2 separate regions of the Anas platyrhynchos genome follow, and region 1 is linked to region 2. A link is a contact called in public Hi-C data. All regions are on one chromosome and are shown on one strand. The core of a region is the stretch at or near the end of the contact, and the rest is flanking DNA. Distances in the headings are between cores, read along the strand shown.

What was found. Hi-C and Micro-C count contacts between places; a contact is called where the count stands out from the background.
Region 1: a contact with region 2 is called in a Hi-C map of subcutaneous adipose tissue, with 2.3 times the contacts expected there. The contact joins two enhancer-like sites. A contact is called at or near these places in 3 of 8 Hi-C or Micro-C datasets (F1 follicle, liver and subcutaneous adipose tissue).

Annotation. Positions count from the first base shown.
Region 1 is chr2:116,377,196-116,382,438 of IASCAAS_PekinDuck_T2T, forward strand. TRIM71 (tripartite motif containing 71) reads left to right here. Exons shown (of 5, transcript XM_038174817.2): 4 at 1,256-1,390; 5 at 4,096-5,243. Among named protein-coding and RNA genes, the nearest start is that of CNOT10, 39 kb to the right of the region's middle. Within about 2 kb of position 3,731, at least 2 of the 8 cell types and tissues checked have an H3K27ac peak or open chromatin away from gene starts, as enhancers often do.
Region 2 is chr2:116,313,517-116,318,604 of IASCAAS_PekinDuck_T2T, forward strand. No RefSeq gene overlaps it. Among named protein-coding and RNA genes, the nearest start is that of TRIM71, 12 kb to the right of the region's middle. Within about 2 kb of position 1,770, at least 3 of the 8 cell types and tissues checked have an H3K27ac peak or open chromatin away from gene starts, as enhancers often do.

The DNA of each region.
Region 1 (5,243 bases), core at 2,481-4,980, 66 kb after region 2:
GTAACTACCTGGAATGAGGAAACACTTATTTTTGTTTGACTCCTATTGTTGGCGTAAATTAGATGCTGTTAATTTGCCAGTTCAGACTCTGAAAGTACCAGTAACTCTGCCATACATAAAGGATAGCAAAAAGCCCTGCCTAACTTTATAGGCAAAGCTGGAACCAGGTAGTGCATGGATTATCATATCTGCTTAATTCTGAAAGTGCCTGTGGACTGATCAAACTGCAGATATTTTCTGTAAGACCCTAGAAGTGAAGCCCTTAAATTACATTTGTTCTCCTTATCAGCTATCAAGACTGCAGTTCAGAGGGTATCTTGAGCAACACTACACACAAAGTACAACTTAAAAAGTTTTCTTCCAGAGCTTTCCCTTGCCACCTAGTCTGAAATAGCTTAGGGAAGTTCTGAGATGTACCAGCCTTTCAAACCAAAGTGAGGGAAAGAAATCGTAAAATCTACCAGAAAAAAATCTGCCTTCAAAAACAAATATTCATGGATGTTTCCATGGCTTTCAGTATGCAGTGTGGAAAATGAAGTTGAGTTTTCTCATCTGCCAACAAGTAAAATGTTTCCTTGTCAAGCTGTCACAGTGGTGTGTATTGTAGAGTGTTGGATTTTTTGTGTATGTCAATGTTAATATCTTTATCAGTAACATGGATGGTGGGGTTGAGTGCTACCTCAGCAACTTTGACACCAAGCTATGAGGTGCAGTTGACACCCTGGAGGGAAGGGATCCCATCCAGAGGAACCTGGACAGGCTTGAGAGGTGGCCCTGTGTGAGCTTCATAAGGTTCAACAAGGCCAAGTGCAAGGTCCTGCACCAGGGTCAGGGCAATCCCAAGCACAAATACAGGCTGGGTGGAGAATGGATTTGGGGGTGTCGGTTGATGAGAAGCTCAACATGAGCCAGCAATGTGTACTTGCAGCCAGAAAGCCAACCATTTCCTGGGCTGCACCAAAAGAAGCATGGCCAGTAGGAAAAGGGAGGGGATTCTCCCCCTCCACTCTGTTCCTGTGAGACCCCACCTGAAGCCCTGCATTCAGCTCTCGGGCCCCCAGCACCAGAAGGACATGGAGCTTAATAGATTTATTAAAAAAAGAAAATCATGTCTGTTTTCAGGCTTTGAAGTACAAAATGGATGAAGGCCTGGTAAAACCTTAAAAATGTCACTTTGCACCTTCTCCTGAAGGTGTAGTTAAATGTCAGTTCTTACAGGTTTGGTTGATCCCAAAATATGTCTTTTTCTTTCCAGTTGAGTATTGAACAGGCCCAAGCGGTGGCAGAGCAAGTTGAGATGAAAGCTAAGGTGGTACAGTCTGAAGTCAAAGCAGTGACAACTAGACACAAGAAGGCCTTGGAAGAGCGGGAGTGCGAGCTGCTCTGGAAGGTAAGTACTGAAACACTTGTGCTTCGTACACTTGAAATTGGAAATGTGTTCTTTAACAGCACAGGGCTAGATTCAAATGTCTTTCCTCGGAACACTGAATTGAAATACCACTTCCTAGAAAACAGTATTTCAATTGAAGCAGGATGCTGGATTCTGGCCCTGGTTGATTTTGTTTTGGAAGTATCTTTGCATCACAAACTAGTTTTCAGTAGGGACTACTATATCCTGAGGCAAGCTCAGCATCACAAGTAAGGTGGGCGCTCCCCCTGCTGGCTCAGCAGCAATACATCACATCTCCAGTGCTGAACGATGAAGAGAATGTCCATGTTTTGTTTAATGAATATCCCTTTAAAACCTCTAAAATGTTCCTGTATAACTATGTATGTAGTATATGAGCCTTCTTATAGAAGGATCCACTTATACACAAAGGAAAGGAGTAAAGCTGTATATGCTGTATCCTTAGAAACAAATCAGTATAAGCTTTCTCGACACACCCAAGAACTTGCTTTATTCTATAAAAAGTGTAGCTGCCTTTTCTGATTAGTGAAACGAAGTAATATGGCAGGGTTTGGGGTTTTTACTAGCAGAATGAAAATATTTCCCAGCAACAGTATCTGCACTCAAGTACTTTGAGTAATCTCAAACTCCTGCATTCGCTTCAGCTGTGATAAATGTGCAGGGTGGGGAAACACAACAATGGGGGAAGTACCCAGAAAGGTAATTTAATGGTCATGGTTTTTTAGTGTCTAGCAGTGGTCCTTTGGGTCCTAATGCAGAACTGAGCAGAAACGCGCTTTCTGCTGTTGGCTTAGCTCTTTTAGATCAGCCAGTCAAATGGACTTTTCTGTGACCACGAGATTGCTGAAATTGGTATAGGGGAAGGAGCAAAAATGCATGGTAAAGGTGAGAAAGCTTACAAGTAAATTTCAAGTGCTCCTGTAAATCTGTAGGTGCACTGGATGAAGTATAGCAAAAAAAAAAAAAAAAGGTCCTGTGTGCCCACTGCCCTTATTAAAGGCCAGGATGGCGGCCTGTACACGTGGTTGAGGCACTGGATGTCAAGAGGCAGTACCATTCTGCTAAATTATTTCTGCCCTGCCTCTTCTCATGAAATGGAATGGAACAGTAATTTTCTGGTTTAATCTGTTGCTGTAGATACAGTGAGTAATCTCTTAAAGTAGAGGTTTGTGTTTTTATAGTTCTCTTGGTTTTAGACATTCTTATAAGAACAAACTTGATAGTTACTGTTTGAAGGCTGCTTTCTTGAGGTACTTGAAATGAGGAAGAAGTTCACTTTCCACTGCTGGCCTTGCCCAAGAAACTTTGGCAGCCTTTTCTTCTGAGGTATTACTAGTACAGAAGCAAGAGTTTGTATCCCAGCATAGGTGTATTAAAAAAAAAAAGCCTACACTGAGAACAAGTTTTCTTCAAGTTATAAAACTGTTTTATTTTCATGAAGGAAAAAATGGGTCTTGATTGCATACTGGTGTGAGAAACGATTCTAGCATAAAAGAAAAAGCAGAATGCATGTTTAGGCCTGATGTGAGGAGTGCTAGTGAATAATTTGGGGTACTACAGCTGAGGTCAAAGTACTCATGACTGGTAATCTTTTGGAAACTGGTGACTTTAATGAGATATTGGAGGAAGCATGTTTGATACTTGTTTGGAAGCAGTTATGTAAAAATATCCCTTAATTTTAAATGAAATGGCGTGTTTGTACATCTGTTAACTGCTCACTTTGTGAAGTCTGAAGACTCAGTTATAAACCGACTTGTCCCTCACCAAAATACATTGGTATTGTTCTGCAGCCACACAAGTATCAGGCATAAAGAAATGCATTTTAACAACAATAAAGCAATTAAATTTACAAAGCAGGTGTATTTTTCCAGTTGTCAAGTGATTTTTGACAAGTAAAGACAAACATGGGCATGTTTTTAAAAACAAAACAGAACTATTGTTGGTTGAGCTTCCAGCCCTAGTAGGGGCTGGCAGCAACTGTCTGTCCTTTGAAGTGACATGGCATCCTGTTGTAAAATAGTAGCTCAGCATGACTGCCAGTATTTGTAAGAAAATATCAAAATAACTGGATCCTAAAAGGTCCTGGAGATAGGTGTCTGGTAGTATCCAGTCCCACGAAAACAGTTTGGGCAGGCAAGGGAACGAGGAGAGCCCGTATCCGTTGGCTGATGCCAACGCAGCATCAGGCTTGTGTGATAACAGCCCACCCTCTGAAATACTTCTCCGTTCTCCTCTTAGAGATGCTTTGGACTCTTTGAGAGCTGCAGTAACTTTAGCCTTTAGAGTTTAAATAAGATGTGCCTTCTGATGATCTGTCAAGTACCTTGCAGGTAGGGGGTAGAGTAGCTTTTAAGGAAGCAAGTCGTCATTAGCTACTAACCAAGCAAATCTTTCGAATAGAACAAATAGAATACTGATGCAGCAGCTCCATAGAGCAAGAATGTGTGATTATTTTTTTTAACTGGAGAAAATCTGAATTTGGATAAATAGTTGCTTTTCCTCACTGGTGTTCTCTATGCCATAGTTTCTAAAGGCTTGTTTTACAGTTTATCTTATCACGTCCTGTGTCAGCATCCTGCAATAACTACGTAACTGTTTATGTAGAAGGAACATTAGGAAGTGTTTGGGTGTCACGGGTTGTCTTTCCCTGATAAGTGTGCTTTTCTTCCCCCTTCCTCTCCCCCAAGGTGGAAAAGATTCGTCAAGTCAAGGCTAAGTCACTCTACCTGCAAGTTGAAAAGTTACGTCAGAACCTAAATAAGCTGGACAACACCATTAGTGCTGTTCAGCAGGTCCTGGAGGAAGGTCGTACCATGGATATTCTTCTGGCCCGGGACCGTATGCTGGCTCAGGTGCAGGAGCTGAAGAATGTGAGGGGCCTTCTCCAGCCCCAGGAGGATGACAGGATCATGTTCACACCCCCTGACCAGGCCTTGTATATGGCCATTAAATCCATGGGCTTTGTTAGCAGTGGAGCTTTTGCTCCTCTGACCAAAGCCACTGGAGAAGGCCTCAAGCGTGCGCTGCAGGGCAAAGTGGCCTCTTTCACAGTGATAGGCTATGACCACGACGGTGAGCCTCGCCTTTCAGGAGGCGACATGATCTCTGCAGTGGTGATGGGTCCAGATGGAAACCTTTTTGGGGCAGACGTCAGTGATCAACAGAACGGGACCTACCTGGTCAGCTACCGTCCACAGCTAGAGGGAGAGCACCTGGTGTCTGTGATGATGTGCAACCAACACATTGAGAACAGTCCCTTCAAAGTCATGGTGAAATCTGGGCGCAGCTACATTGGTATCGGGCTGCCTGGGCTCTCGTTTGGCAGCGAGGGAGATAGCGACGGCAAGCTCTGCCGCCCCTGGGGGGTTAGCGTAGACAAAGAAGGCTACATCATTGTGGCTGACCGCAGCAATAACCGCATCCAGGTGTTCAAGCCGTGCGGGACTTTCCACCACAAGTTCGGCACGCTGGGCTCCCGGCCCGGCCAGTTTGATCGTCCCGCTGGTGTGGCCTGTGACATCTCGCGTAGGATCGTCGTGGCTGACAAGGACAATCATCGCATCCAGATCTTCACCTTCGAAGGGCAGTTCATTCTGAAGTTTGGGGAGAAAGGAACAAAGAATGGGCAATTCAATTACCCGTGGGATGTGGCCGTCAACGCAGAGGGCAAAATCCTGGTCTCTGACACGAGGAACCATCGCGTTCAGCTGTTCGGGCCCGATGGAGCGTTTCTTAACAAGTATGGCTTTGAAGGGGCACTCTGGAAGCACTTTGATTCCCCCAGAGGTGTGACTTTCAATCACGAGGGCCACTTGGTCGTGACAGACTTCAACAA
Region 2 (5,088 bases), core at 520-3,019:
GACTCTGTAAGTACAGATTTCAGATTTAACCTCTACTGAAAAAATCATTGGTACCTACCTACCTCTCTGTTTGACCCCAAGACTATTAATCCCAGAGTGAAAGCCCTGACAACTACATCTCCATGCAGGCTTTCGGAGCAGGCTTTCTCATTGTGCTGCATGGTCCCCCGCAAAGGAAGCCCCCATCCCACATGTGCACAGCAGCAGTGTCCCCATAGCCCTCAGCAATGTCCCCGTGTTGCTTTTATGACCGCTGGAGATGGATGGACCTAGGTCTTCACTGACTTCCAGCCATAAAACTCCGAGACACCTTTCTGCGTGTCTGTGGGCTATGCTCAGTCAGATTAATCCCTCCTGGAAATGTGAATATTGAGGGAATGTGGATTGTATGGGATTTCATATGCTGTGAAATTAATCTCTACTCAGCCCCTGTGGGGGAGAGGAGGGTTTAAGCAATGTGCTGGAAAATTTTGCCTCCTGAAGACACTGATCTTTCTCCTTTCTTTTTTCTTGCCATGTTTTGCTTTAAGCCTTCTTCAGGAAATAGCTTGTGATTTTAAGGTGAGATCTCAGATCTACCAACAAATACATCTCACAGTGGCCAGAATCTGCACCTCACCCACAAAAAAAAAACGCTTTAGCTATCTCAGTATGTAAACCAGGTAAAAGAAGAAATACAGAGAACTGAAAAAATGTGCTCCTGGAGCTAAGGCAGACAAAAAAGCCCACCTCTGGGGCTCAGCAAGGAGCTCTGAAAGCCAGGACATGGCACTAGTGAAAGTGCCACCAAGAGCAGTTTGAAAGACCACAGAAAAAAATATTTACCTGAATAATGATAATAATAAGAATAAAGTATATTAAAGATTAGGTATTCCTTTTCCTGAGGAAAAGTGAATGCTATTGTTTGGGTCGTCTGAATTTCTGAAGGCTGCAGTTACCAAATAGTCCAAATAGAGCATGAGTGGGAGTTCTGCCTTTTATTGCCCTGGGACAATAAATCAGACCATGGTCTGGCTACACCTAAACTGCTCGTTCCCATAGGGTAAGCATGAACTTGAAATGCACTTATCTGCTTCAAAACTGCAAAACTAGCAAGGCAGGCCGAGGAGTAATAATTATCCAAAACCCTGCAAAAAGCTGTGAAGATTTCAGTCATATCCAAAACATGTAATTAGGCCTTCTATCGATTTTTGGTAATTAGAATTTTCCCAAATATCTCTGAGCATTTTCATTACTTTGTCAATTTTCACCAAATAGTTTAGACAAATTATTTTCAGCAGATGGCTTGTTATGAATAGCTTGTGAATTTTTCACTTTGACATCTGTACTGTGTTTATTGGGAGGTTTAATCAGTTCCTGGGCTGCATGACTGAAATGTTTGCAAGGGAGGAAAAACGAACACAGGATACTAAATAAGAAACAGTGCGTTTCAAGGACAAACATATTAAGCTGACTGTAGTCACAAACACTTCCAGAGATTTCCAGCCATCGCCGACTAGATTGTGGATGCTGGATGCCATGATAGTACGTGTGCCTGCAAATCAAACTCGTGTTGCTCATTCACAAGTGTAATTGTGAACCTCTTCTCGTTATTTAACAGCCGTGTTGTGTAGTCAGAACTCATTAGCAGAATTTTTGTTCCAAAGAGTTATATTTTAACCGCATGCCCAATCCTTTCTGTCTCAACACTGATGGAGGGTATTGTTAAGCAGAGCTGCGAGTCAAAATGGGCTGCATTTATCTCCTTGCTTTGTCTTTCTCAAAATAACATTGGAAGATAAGGTACACTCTTTCTTTGATCAGTAATCTCCATCTCTTGAAGGGTGACCACAAAGGATAAGTATGCATTGAACAGAAGTTGTAATGGCCAGCACATGATTACGGTTTCAAGGAATGGGAAAACTAAAAGAGAAAGGAAGAGCCCCAAACATGGGGGAGGGTGGAAAGGGAGGAAAAAGGGCCAGTATAAAAAACTTCAAATATCTTCAACGGAGCAGAAACGTAAGACAAACATGCATTTAAGGGTGGGAATCGGCATATTCTTGCTTTAGCGCCTCTCTTCCCTCAAGATAATTTTGGAAGCAAATCACAGTAGTAGAAGCTAACTACTGAACAAGAATCGTCTCTGTGGTATATGGCACATGGTGCCATGGGCTCTTGGCTCCCAGCACTGCCAGCATGTGAATATTAAATAAAAATAGCACTGGGAGGAGTGGTGGGAGGTTGTGAGACTGCAGCAGAGCTGGCTGCAGCAGCGCAGGCTGCAACACGCTCCAGGCATCAGCCATGCCTTTCCTCGTGCTGAAACTGCTGTGCCGACCACCTTGGGCCACCCCCGTGAGGCCTGGCAAGCCACGGCCAGCCTTGGGTTTCTTGAAAGGCTTGTGATTTTCTGGGCCAAGTTGCCATCCCAATGGTAAGTACTAAACACTTTAATAATTCATAACCAGTCAGCAACATCTTAAATAATTTAACAAACAATTTGTCAGCTTTCCTTGTGATGGGAGATGCTGGCTGAAGAGTGGCTGCGAGCAGGTTCGTGTCCACCTTGCCCCCTCCCCAAAAGTGTGCTTTACCCAGCCCATTCAGCGACCTTCTGCCATCACCACTCATCGTACTCAGAGACTTATCTCTGGGGCTGTCCTCCTGCCCACCAGCCTTGGTGGTGAGACTTTGCTCTCCCAGCTCCCTGGTGCCCACTTTGCTCCAGTTACACATTTTGCTTCTCAGCAGAGCAGCACAGACATGGGACGCCCCAGGAGCTCTTGGTTTGTCACCCAAGTTGCCGTGCTGAGGGACGGCAGCAGCCCTGGGGCAGATGGCCCTTCGTTCCCACACAGCCCGAGCAGCAAGTCCCAGCAGGATGGATGTTATCTTCCAAAGGCGTGGAGAAGTCCTCGGAGCGATGATCAGTTCAGAGAGCCTCGCTGGAAGATAGAGCCCCAAGAGAAGTAAGAGACCACCTACGCTGGAGTCAAAACCAGCAGTTTGCCTTGGTTGCACTGTAGCATGTCAGCAGCATAACCCAGGCGTTGCGTTAAACACAAACACCACCCCGTGAAGCCAGCCAAGCTCTCCAGGTGCTTAAAATCATGCAAGTGCTTAAGATGGTAATTGAGCAAACCGTGTAAGGATTACGAGTGGTGTCAGCTTAGGAAAAAGAATATGTAATAAGGCACAGAGAAACACTCTTTTTATTACGCTTTGAAAGAAGACTGCTATCACTTCCAAGTAGTTCCAGTCCTGCTGATGGATACAAGCCCCTGCACACAGGCTTTTCTAGGAGAAATTTTTTTAGGAGAATTTTTTAGGAAGAGCTGGTGGTGGAGGCGTGAGGAGCAGAGATGAGCACCATGAGGGATGGCAAGGGGAGCAGGGCAGAGCATCAAAGGGCTGCAGTGCCCCAAAACTGTGCCCATTGTTGCCACCACGACATCCGCCCATGCTTTGAGGGCGAGAGCTCAGGCATTTTGCAGGAAGTTGTCCAGCCCGGAGAAGCAGGTGAAACTCCAGCAGCGTCTTTCTTACTCTGCAAACACGTCTGGGGCTAATTGGCATGGCACTGCGCTTTCAAAAGCACCAAAGCAAGGCTTAGGAGCTTTACCCGTCCCCTGAACAGGTGTAAACTTCTAAGCATTAAATCACTTTGAAAATTCCCTCTAGGCTTAAAAGTCACTTTGGTGCTTTTGAGAATTTGACTCGTGACAGGAAGCCTCTGTTCCTGGACCCTGCTAGCGGCAGCCCAGGGAAGGAGCCTTGCCTGGCTCAGGAGACTGCTCACCCTCCACCCACAGGGATGTTCCCTCACACGGACACATTTCTCTTGTCCCAGGCACACCAGGGCTCCTGGGCACAGCCCTGGCCCCTGCAGGAAATGGCTGGTGATGGGAGGATGAAGCAGCCCTGGAGATTGCCTTGAACCACGGGACTTGGACTTTGCCTCGTAAAGTTGTCTTCTCCATCACGGGTGGCATCTAAATTACCCTTTGTAGCAGCGAGTAGGTTTGTCAGCAGTGGCTCAGTGCTGTCATTTGCCAACAGGAGTTTCTACTTGATCTCATCAGTGCCCTTACTCACAGGTCTGCTCAGCCACAGTCACAAGCAGAAGACTAATTAACTTCTCCAAAGTGCTCTCGTAGCCCTCCGTTCCTGCTGATGGTTCTTTGATAGATTTTACTGTGCTCGGGAGAATCCCAGCTCTGCAGACGCTGCATAACGGCAAGGCTGCCCCAAGACTCACTCCTGTTTTATAACAGCAGTAGTTTTTGACTTCTTTTCGCAGCAGTCCTCCCCCTCTGTGCAGGTTTTTCCCCTCAGTAATCTCAGAACCCTTTTTGACAAGATATGAGCTGGCATGCTTGGTTGATGTCAGGAAAACCGTCAGTTAGTGCATGGGCAGGAACCGGCCTTCTGGGAGATGCAATACATTATTCATCATCTTCCGAAGATCATCTAAAGGTCAGGCTATTTTGGCCTCAAGGTGGATAAGATATGCATTCGGCCTCACGGGCTGGCCACGGTTCCTATACCTGCGAGCCAGGGGTATTACGCAACGGGCTTTTATCAGAAACCTGCAAAGCAGAGATGGCTTCAGAGCCTTGCAGATCACTGGTGCTGGGATCAGATAAATATCTACCTTTTCTTGAGACAGCCTCAGTCTGTCATGTCAGGAGAGAATCAGCACTTCAGGCTTCGCTAAAAGGTAGGGCTTTTCTCTTTAGCCACTGAGGAACCACCACTTGTACTGGGGTCTCTGCTGCCGTTTGGATCCACGCAGTGATAGAAATCCAACAAAACTTCATCATAAAAGACAAATACATGAGTTCAGTTCAGAGCCTCTCCATGACAGGGCCCCCATGGCAAGACGCCCAAGGGCAGTCAGGAGCAGAAACTGCCAGGACTCTCAGCTACTGCTGGAGGGCTTGGAAGTTTTTGGGTTTTTTTTGAGTTTCACAGGTTCCCAGGGGCACTGGAAGTTTTGTTTTGACAGTCACGTAGTCAGCTTTCCCCCAGCCAGGCCTTTGACCAATATTTAAAGTATCTTTGAGAGGTGACTAACAATCCAGGAAGTTTAAAACTTAAAACTTT